2 separate regions of the Columba livia genome follow, and region 1 is linked to region 2. Evidence: chromatin contacts called from public Hi-C data. All regions are on one chromosome and are shown on one strand. The core of a region is the stretch at or near the end of the contact, and the rest is flanking DNA. Distances in the headings are between cores, read along the strand shown.

The links. Hi-C and Micro-C count contacts between places; a contact is called where the count stands out from the background.
Region 1: a Hi-C map of crop shows a contact between it and region 2, with 2.4 times the contacts expected there. The contact joins the promoter of MCM10 here to the promoter of BEND7 in region 2. A contact is called at or near these places in 2 of 2 Hi-C or Micro-C datasets (crop and liver).

Annotation. Positions count from the first base shown.
Region 1 is chr1:204,518,792-204,523,765 of bColLiv1.pat.W.v2, reverse strand. It overlaps MCM10 (minichromosome maintenance 10 replication initiation factor), which reads left to right and starts at 3,638. Exons shown (of 20, transcript XM_065049268.1): 1 at 3,638-3,796. It overlaps OPTN (optineurin), which reads left to right. Exons shown (of 14, transcript XM_065049279.1): 14 at 1-381.
Region 2 is chr1:204,381,267-204,386,378 of bColLiv1.pat.W.v2, reverse strand. It overlaps BEND7 (BEN domain containing 7), which reads right to left and starts at 3,276. Exons shown (of 9, transcript XM_065049273.1): 1 at 3,148-3,276; 2 at 2,552-2,654. The coding sequence starts at 2,612. LOC110364594 (a long non-coding RNA gene) reads left to right here and starts at 3,668. Exons shown (of 4, transcript XR_002423478.2): 1 at 3,668-5,112.

The sequences.
Region 1 (4,974 bases), core at 2,389-4,888, 140 kb before region 2:
CAAAATGGAGTAGTGCTGTATTCATCGAGCATTTGAATGAACCTGCTCTTTCTCCAGATGGCAGTTCTATTGCTGCCCTTGTGACCATGCTAATCTGATGTTGAAGTTTTGATGGCTTATGTAACTTCTTGCTTTAGCCAGATGTGGATGAAGTTTAAAACAGATCATTTAGGTCTGCTAGATGTAGCTCCTGGTGTACCCAAGTCACTTGGTTTTATAGAATTTGTTCATTTTTAAGGTGCTGTCGTGATTATTCTTTATTATAATAATTTGAACCTGTACAGTATTGTGCTAGAAAGCGCTGAGATGGATGTAACCTAATTTAAAGAGGAGTATATAATGGATTTTCACATCTCAAAATAAATCTATTACAAATACAAATTTATCTATGCCTGTGAATACTTTGGAGGCTGAAATGGGATTGAAAATACCTGTGGCTGAAAAGCTCATGTAGAAAGAACTGTTCTTGCCTTCTGTGGTGTTTTGATCTCAACAGAAAAAGAACAGTTCTTAAATTGCCACTGCATAGGGGAGGAGAACACAGAACTTATCAAAATACAAACCAGCATAAACGATGGGAAACAAATCAAGCAAATTGATGGGATCCATGGAAATGAGGAGTTTTATCTCTTTTGCAAATAGTTAACATTTGCACTATCGGAAACCACAGGGAAGGGAATGAAGAGGTGCATGAAAACCTTCAGCCAAAATGGTGTCTCCTTACAGCATCGTCTTCCTGCTGAAGAAAATAAACTGTTGGTTGCTTTGGCTCTGCTGAGTTGCAATGAAACCTCCAAGTAGTTTTGGACAGTTCTGCCAACCTTGGTGTAAGGAAAGAGTCTTATTTTTTTCCTTCACTGTTCAAAACTGACTTTCTGGAAGCAAATATGCCAGGACTCATTAGAATCCAGTAGTTAAATCTGTGCCGTCTTGTTCTGCGATCGGTCTGTCGGGCCCCCCGAGGACCACCAGAAAGGTTCGTTTGTGCCCACTCTGCTTCATCCCGATTGCCAGAAGTGTGAGCAGGGTGGAATGATCACACAACCTGAATGTGGAAGTTCAACATTTTAGTATCACTTTAGTGCTTCTTGGCTCATCCTTCCACTTTGAAGTTCACATTTATAATAAGCATGAAGGTCTCCTGATTTCATGTTACAGCGTGCTGGTCTCAGAGGTGTTGGGTTACCAGAGTTAGGAAGTCCAAAACCTCCTTCATATATAGTCAGTGTAATGTATAGAAATACTCAGACCTCTTGAAGATAAAACGGAAGAGAAACTACATTTATAACAAAAGCACATGTACTTGAAGATAAAACGGAAGAGCAACTACATTTATAACAAAAGCACATGTGCTAGAGTAGATTTATGTGAAGGGCAAAACTATAACAAAATGCAATTGTAATGAGTTTTTGTTTGTCCATTTGTAGTGGTTTTAGCAAAAAAGGGTGCCCTGATCTCAAAACCTTACTCTAACCATAGGGTGTGCTTATCTGAGGGACCTGTCAGTTAAAAAGTTGTTCGGAATTAAGTGAGCAGGAATTTGTGTCTCTGGATTTTAGGCAACTGCATGTTCCTAATGTAGAAAGAAATGAGCAGAAGGGAAAAGGTGAGGGAAATGTCTTTTGTGGAGAGGGTCACCTAAAAACCCCCTGAAAGACTGTGTGGACCATAAGCTTCCTAAAGAATTAGTGTGAGTCAGAGTGATTGATTTAATGTATCCAGTTTCATTAGGTGGTGCCACAGTCACTATAAACCGCTACTTTGCGCAGTCAGGTCAAGATACTCATTTTTCAGCATTAATCTAATCAAAGGGATGTAGGATGCCACAACTAGATGGGCATAGTTATAGCAGATATCTTGTATTTGGACATGACAATTCTCCTGTCAGCCTATGTCCATAAATAAGTGCTCCCCTAAATTGTGCTATGGATGAGGATCCAAGTCACAAGGAGAAAACACACTGAGCAGATCAATAGTGGAAGTAGAAATAAAGAGTTTAGTCACTCAGTATTTTGCTTCAAACCTCAAACAGAAACTATTATAGAGCTGATTAATTAAAACACAGGCCTCAATAGCATAAGATTTATGTTTCACTTGAAGCAGATGAATATTCTTAAAATACACACAAGAAAAATACCTGCAGACGTTTCCTGGGCCAAAGAAAAGATTCTTGCACGTCGTGCTGTCAGTGAACTCTCAGCTACTGATACGAGGAGCAACAATCCATCCCTTTTTTGCCCTTATAATTAAAGTGAGGAGTCGCTTTCATTTTGCTGGTTGTCACCGTTGTTCTAATTATCCCTTGTAGACTCTGGATTCTACTTTATTTGTTACCTGTAACTCATCTTCTCACCCAGCTTCATCTGTAGCTTCAGGTACTGCGAGAGCTGACTGACATCTGTTGTGAAGAGGTGTTCCTGGGCTTGGCTGCAACCTTCTTCATCAATTACAAGTACTCCCAGCAGACACAATCTCTTACCAGCTTTTAGGTGGTTCCTTGAGACAACAGGATTTATGGGCTTTCTTTCCCTGAATCCAATTTTATTACAGGAGCTTTGTGATAGTTATGGATTCCGCAGTGATCAAAATCTGATGGAAATGCTACTAGGCCAAAATCAAGCTAATAGAATGGTAATAGAGCTGATTTCACCTCAGGAGCATTAACCTTAATGAAAACACGGAAAATCAATGTGAAACGCCAACAGAGGAATTACTTATGCATCCATCAAGTCCAAATTAATGATTTTAAGAGGCTTCAGAAAGAGAAAGGCCCTAACACAGCATATAATTGATGCAATGGGGAAATGACTAGAGCAATAAGCTGGTGCATATTCAGAAATATTTTTCACAGAATCATCGCTGCTTGTACTGAAGAAATACTGAACCGGACCACAAAATCCTGTCAAGTGCACAGGACAGTCCCCTTGCTACAAGCCCTTGATGTGCTGGAGCGAGTTGAGAGAAGGGAACGGAGCTGGTGAGGGGCTGGAGCACAAGTGTGATGGGAGCGGCTGAGGGACCTGGGGGGTTCAGCTGGAGAACAGGAGCTGAGGGGAGACCTTCTGATCTCTGAACTGCCTGAAAGGAGCTTGGAGCATGGAGGGGGTTGGTCTCTTCTCCCAAGGAACAAGTGATAGGATGAGGGGAAATGGCCTGAAGTTGTGCCAGGGGAGGTTTAGATTGGACATTAGGAAAAAGTTATTCATGGAAAGGGTTGTTAGGAATTGGAACAGGCTGCCCAGGGAAGTGGTGGGGTCACTACCCCTGGAGGGGAGGTTCTTATTGACATGTTTTAGTGCCAGTGCTCACAGTTGGACTTGATCTTGGTGGTCTCTTCCAACCGCAATGATTCTTTGATTCTAATACCTGAGTTTGAACTTGCTCGCTTAACACAACTCCTTTAGGGTATTCAGAGGAGTGTGACGCTGACTTTAACCACCCTTGGGGACACTGATCAGACACGGGCAGTCACACCCAGGGCCACCCAGGGCTGTGGGGACACTACCTGCAGCCCCTCTGAGGCATGTAACACCGGCATGACGTCATCATCCCCCCACCCGTGACCTCACTCAGCACAGCAGCTCAACCCCACATTGTCGCCGCTCCCTCCCTTGGCCCCAACCCCAGCAGCCACAGCTCGCCCTCCCGCAACCAAGATGGCGCCGGGCGGCGCCCTCTGCTGCCAGGACTAACGATGGCGCGGGGCGCGCACCCCCGGAGTGGCGGCCGCGCATGCGCGGGAGGGGGCGGTGCCGGATTGAAGTTTTGGCGGGTGCCGGGGAGCGCGCGGCCAGCGGTGAGCGGGTCTGTGTGAGGGAACGGCCGGGGCGACTGGGGGGCCGGCAGCCCCCAGAGCGATCTTCGGGGGGCGGAGGCTGGGGTGAGGGATCGGAGATCCACGGGGGAGCCCTGGAGGAGGTCGGGGTTCCCCTGGGTGGGGGAGAAAGCCGAGCGGGGACGGGAAGCCGATAGGAGCCGTGAGAGGAAGGAGGATTCTAAGGCGGTTGGGGGTGGATTCCGGGGATCCCCTGAGAGCGCGGATGGGGATCTCGCAGCTGTTGGGTCCGTGGGGAGAGGGGAGGCGGCGGGCACGGCACAGCCGAGCTCTTTCGGGCTTTGGGAGCTGTGGGGAGAGGGTCAGGGGGGGCGATCCCGGTGGGCCGGGGGCACCGCGGAGCCCAGGCCTGGGACCCAGGTACACCAGCCCCAAGCGGGGCCTCTGCCTGGCCGCCTGTCCACCCATGCTAGAAGACATGAGGGACAGGCATGTACTAGCAGCCTCCTGCTCCTGTATTAGCAGCCTCCTGCTCTGGTGGTGAGGAAGGTTTTAGGGTAAGAGGGGGCACATGCGGTAGGGGACCCCCTTCCCATGCCAGGTGCAGTTTGCCTATGCTGCTGTGAAGCTTGGCCCTGAGCCTACAGATCTGGGTTTGGACCCGCTTACCCCAACTACAGCCGAGCTGCAGGCACAGCAGATATATTTCTCATACCAGGGCAAAATCTGGCTTCATTTCCTTGCCGTAAGAAGACCAAGAGGTGTACCAAGCTGATGCTGATGTAAATGAAGGTGAACCCACAAGCTATGTTGACTGAAGCCCCAGAATTGATAGCATAGAAAGCATCTGATGAGAGTGGGAAGGTCTGCGATGGGAAGAATAAACAGTCCTAATCACTCAGAAGCTCGGGTCTGCAAACCACATCTTTCTCAAAGCACTATTAGCAGTTTATTCAACCTTTTGCCGAAAAAGATAATTTGCATCTGTGTTTTCTGAACCCGAATCCCTGTGTGGGGTCACTGTGGGGCTGTGTGGGGTCCCTGGCCTGCTCCTGTATGCGCTCAAATTCTCTTTTGTTCTTTGCTGAAAATTAATACTTTGGAGCAAAAGAGAGAACTATTAAAAATGGAGTTTATGGGCAAAACAAAAGTCTCTGCAGGAAGACCTGTAAGCACAAAGTTACACTTTGCGTTTGTGA
Region 2 (5,112 bases), core at 2,027-4,526:
TGAGAGGGAAAAAAAACCCACAACAGGGAGTTGGAGAGGTCAGCGATGAGATGCTACAAAAAGGGTTCATCTGCCTTCCAAGCACACCCAGCAAGTGAAATGGTGAAAGGTGAAGTTTGAGATACAAAGTTGAGGAAGCAAAGGCTTCTTTCACAAAGCTAAAACTATGGGATTTGTGCCGACTGCCTTCCGTGGTCATCAGACGTCCTGTTGAGGAGGGGAGTGATGGAGTGGCTTGGTGGGCACCAGGTGTCCAGCCAAGGTCAACCACACTCTGCATTTCCATCCTCCTAAGGGTGTCTGAGACCTGCTGGGAGTATGTGGAGACCATAAATTACATTACTTGCAGACTCACGGTCCTTAGATATATACATTACATGTGGTTTCTTCTCAAGGCACTTCCCTCTGTACCTTCTGATCTACAGCTGCTGCCTTAAAGTCACCACATTTCACCCCCAAGGCAGTTGGCTTTTAGTGCAGGAATGCATTTCCTCTTGATTACTGATCATCTCGATAAGGTGCTCTGAAGTTTTTTGGGGGACAGAACAAGCAATGTGGGCACACATCACTAACAGATGGTGTGTTACCAACAAATTGACACACTGCACACCTTTATCTTCACTTCCCTTCTTCTGCCTCAGATGCCAGGCACTGCAAAATCCATATCAATTTCACAACAGTAAACACTAAACTGTGACATTACGGAATGACTCCAAGCAAGAGGCAAAGGCCAATTACAAGAGACAACTATTTATACATAATTATCTTTCTAATCAACTGTGATAGAAGAAGAGTATGCCAGTGCAGACACACATGCAAAATGTGATTTTCATCTCCTCCGCTCTCAAAGTACAAAGATATCATTTTATCTCTAGGATGTGTTTTCAGTGTAGTTTTCTATTTGACTTTCCAGGTCCAAAAAGAGACCTCAGATAAAATAAGAATTACCAATAACGTTCCATCATAACTGAATTTACCTATTAAAACAAGGCTAAATAGATATTGCCTTATACAGTGAGGCGTACCTAAGCCTGTAAGAACGGCAACCGAGAACGTGCAGAACAGTCATCTATTTCTGATAGCACACATATTCTTTCTACAGCTCCACTAAGACAGAAATAAAACCAAGTCCTCAGTTGCAGTTTTGCTTTTCCACATGTTTCACTTTCACCCCCCCCAGGCTCCAGCCCAGTCCTGTAACAACTCTGCCTCCGAGCCAGGAGCATGTTCGATATCAAAACCCCACAAACCAAAGCTGTTCTGCACAAAAATCAAACCCCTCCATCGGTTTGCTAATCCATATAGACATGCAACATGTCTCAGACAAGTCTGACAAGTCACTGCCCCTCTAGTTTTTAAACAGGGAGTATGTGCAGGGAACCAGACCCCCCTATGACAATACAGTAGTCACTAATTTACTATTCCTACCAAAGGAGTTTATTTCCACCTCTAAATTTCTTCGCGTGGGACATGATTTTGCCAAGCGCCTGCAAAGACATCACCCTCCAGCCAGCGAGTCGTAACACTCGCACGTGTGTGTCCCCCATTTCCCGAGTGTGACATTACACCCAAGCAGTCACCTGCCTTGAACTTGGCATGCAGGACACACACGGCGCTTCATGGAGACATTCCCGGCCAACACTTGGAAACACAAAAGGAAAAGAGATCTCAAGTCAAATCCACCAGTGCAAAAAGATCTCATCGGCCAGAGAAGGGGTAATACACACAACAAAATAAATCCCTATGGCTGGGAAATCCACCTGTTAAAATGTCCAGTAGCGCCTGTGTCTTTTTTTCTAATTTAAAAAAAGCCCAACGACACGACTGAAACAGAGAGCTGTGCTTCTTCCCTGACATGAATCCAAATCTTTCTCCCCACGATCCCTTTCCAAATATCCTCTTTTCCAAAAGCAAACACACCCCGAACGAACAAGTTACACGCCAGCGGCTCTCCCCTGCCCACGGACAATTAATTAGCTGCGTGGATTTTTAATAAAGCAACCTCTATTCGGCTCTCCTTTGAAATACGCGGATGTACGCAGCCAAGGGGAGGAAAAAAATAAAAACCCACCCAAAACACAATAAATCCACAGGAGTTGAATACTAAGAAGGTCCGTTGCTGCTCAAGTGTCATTATTTTCTGCTCGCTTCCCCATTTTCCTTGTTTCTCCCCCCAACCCAAGGAGGATTTACCACGAAACACGACCCAACTTTATTTTGTGCAAGATCCGCCTGGAAAAAAAAAATAATATAACAGGTCCACCTTTCTAAAGGGGGGTGTGTGTGTGTGTCTGTTTTTGCAACAACATGAAACACACATTAAAAAAAAAAAAAAAGAGAGAGAAAAAGGGGGGGGATAAAAGAAATAAATAAAAGGCGTGCAATGGTTTCGGGGAGTTGAAGCGGAGGATTGCGGAGTTAAATAACAGAGCCGGGGAGGGAGAGGCGGCCGGGGGGAGCGGCAGCCCGGGCGTTTCGTAACCCCCCGATCCCCCCGGGGCAGAACTCGGGGCTGCCCCCGGCCAGGGAACAAAGCCCCCGCCGCCCTTACCTTCGTTGATCAGTTTAAAGCTTTGGGATTTCCTGCTTCTCTTCCTCTGGGTGAACTCCATGGTGCGGGCAGGAAGGAGCGGTGGCAGGACCAAGGTCCGTCTCTTTAATCAGCAAAAAAAACCCAACCAAAACCACGCGGGGGTTGGGGAGACGGCGGCTGAATAAAAGGATCCGGGACAAGTTGGCTCCCCCGTCACCTCCCGCCCTAAAGTTTGAGGGGAAAGCGGGGGATGCCCCGCGGGGGCGATGCCGCCCAGCGCCGCCGCCTTCCCCCCCGCGCCGGCTGCGCGGCCGCGGCCCCGGCGGCGAAGGGCGGCCCGCAATGGCTCGCCGCCGGCTCCGGGACCCCGGTGCCACCTGCTGGGGAAGGCGGCGCGCAGCCCGGCGGCGGTTCCGCCAAGCCCCGGCCGTAAGCCGCCACCCCGGGGCCGGCCCGTCGCCACCACGACACGCCGGGGGACGGGGCGGCCGGGCGGCGGTGATGGCGGGGGGGGGGGGGTTGGAGGGAGAGGGGCTGAGAGGGCAGCGCCATTTTGTGTCCCCCCTCCCGCCGCTTCCGCCCCCCGCCGCTCCCCGCACACCCCTCCCGCCCACCTCACGGGCACTCGGCGCTCCCCCTGCCGTGCCCCGCCGCCGACACACGTTCCCCTGCCCGCCCCCCAGGACGCCGCTGCAGCTCCCCGGGCGAGCAGGGGGGGTGCCCGGCCGTGAGGGAGCGGCGGCCTCTCAGCGCGGCCTTGCGCCGCCGCCGGGCGCTGGGGCCGCTCCGCTGCTTGCGGGCCCTGAGGGGCTGAGGGGACGAAACGCTTCGTGTTTGGCGGGAGCGGAGACGCTCCCCGAACCGAGGTCCGGCGGGGATGGGGTTGAACTTGGTGGCGTGGGCAAAGTGAGGTGAAACCCAGGAGCGGGGCTCGGCCGGTGCTAACAGCCGCTTGTGCCGGTGGTTTACAGTAATTACCACCCGCTTGCGCCGTGGACCGAGGCCCGGAGGAGCGCGCTGGGCTGAGGGATGCTGCGCTTCCACCGTATCAGCCGAACGTGGATCGCTTTAGCAAGAGGAGAAGAGTCTCAGTCTTCCAGATGAATGAGATTTTAGCACGTCTGGCAGCCCCTCTCATGGTCCCCTCGGCCGCACAGGTGGCCCAGACACATCTGACATTAGCGCTGCGATTTATTCACCGCTCCACGCCTTCGGCCGGACTTCCAGTTCACTTAACTGCGCTAAGTCTGTTCCTGGCGTAGCGTTTGTCTTACTTAGTCAAGAGTGCTTTTGCCTACATTAGTTTGTGGTGTGTAAGGAGCCATGGCAAGATAATAGTTTCTTACATGGTGTACCTTTTTTATTTCTTTTACAGTCAAGAGTGCTTTTGCCTGTAGAGGAAGGACCCAGGATTTTACAGTTATGACTACAGATAACTGCAAACACAGCTCCAGATCGTCATCTTGTGTTTTAAGCGTAGTCAGGCTTTGTTATGACAAGGAGAGGAGTATGTGATACTTGCGTACGCCTACTCGAACAGATGCAGATGCACATTTTTCCCTTGGCCTCGTCAGGGTACCCAGGAGAATCCCATTGGCTCCAGTGATATTGACTGACCCTCTCGCATGGAATAAGGAAATAAAATTAGTAAGGGGAAAGCAAATTGAATATTGACCATGGCAATTTGTATCCTAACTGTGAGCACAGACAAAGTCAGACCCGAATTCTCTTGTGCAAGGTGCTGTCCAAACAATACACAGACAATATACCCGGTTCCAGAAAAGCAAAATCAGGAAATAGGCTTAATGGTGAAGCAATATCAGAAAAAATGGTGAAGCAAAATCAGGAAATAGGCTTAATGGGGAAGCAATATCAGAAAATATGTTTAATGGTAAAATTTATTAGACTCTGGAAAATTAAATTCATGAGGGAGGTTATGGAAACCTCACAGATTGGGTAAGGGTGTAATTTTCTATTAAATTGCTAAGTGGAAAATCCCAGAGGCAATCAATATGCTACTTCTGGAATTTTCCTAAACTTCACTATAAGACTTTGTGAAAGGAAACTGGGCTAACGTACTATTTAAAATCCTGCATTATATATTTTTGGGAGGATGCTGAAGCAGCAAAGGTAGATGGATGTCATATGCTGCTTGCGAAGTTGTGTGGGTCCAATTAATCGCTGGTGCAGCGCAGTGAAGCCAAATCTGAGAGGCAGCAGCAGTGTGTCTAAATTTTGTGTACAAGAAAGTATTTTCACTTCTTTTTTTCTTCCCCATCCCAAACCAGTTTGCTGATTCCTGTCTGCAAGCTTTATTTTACAAGACTTGGACTGTTGCTGAAACTGCTGTGTTTGACTCCCATCCTTCCTGGGACAATAGGAGAATTTTTATAAAGCATAAGGCCTTCATTTACTGTTCAACTCACATGATAGGCTTTATCCTGCATTTACCAAAGGAATGTGCTACAAAAGTAAAAAAAGTATTTTCTGTTTTCCTCTGTTGCTCAATTTTGTGAAACATATTGGAGTATAATTTATGAAAAAATAATGGCAGTGTTTTCTCAACTGCTGTCTTTCTC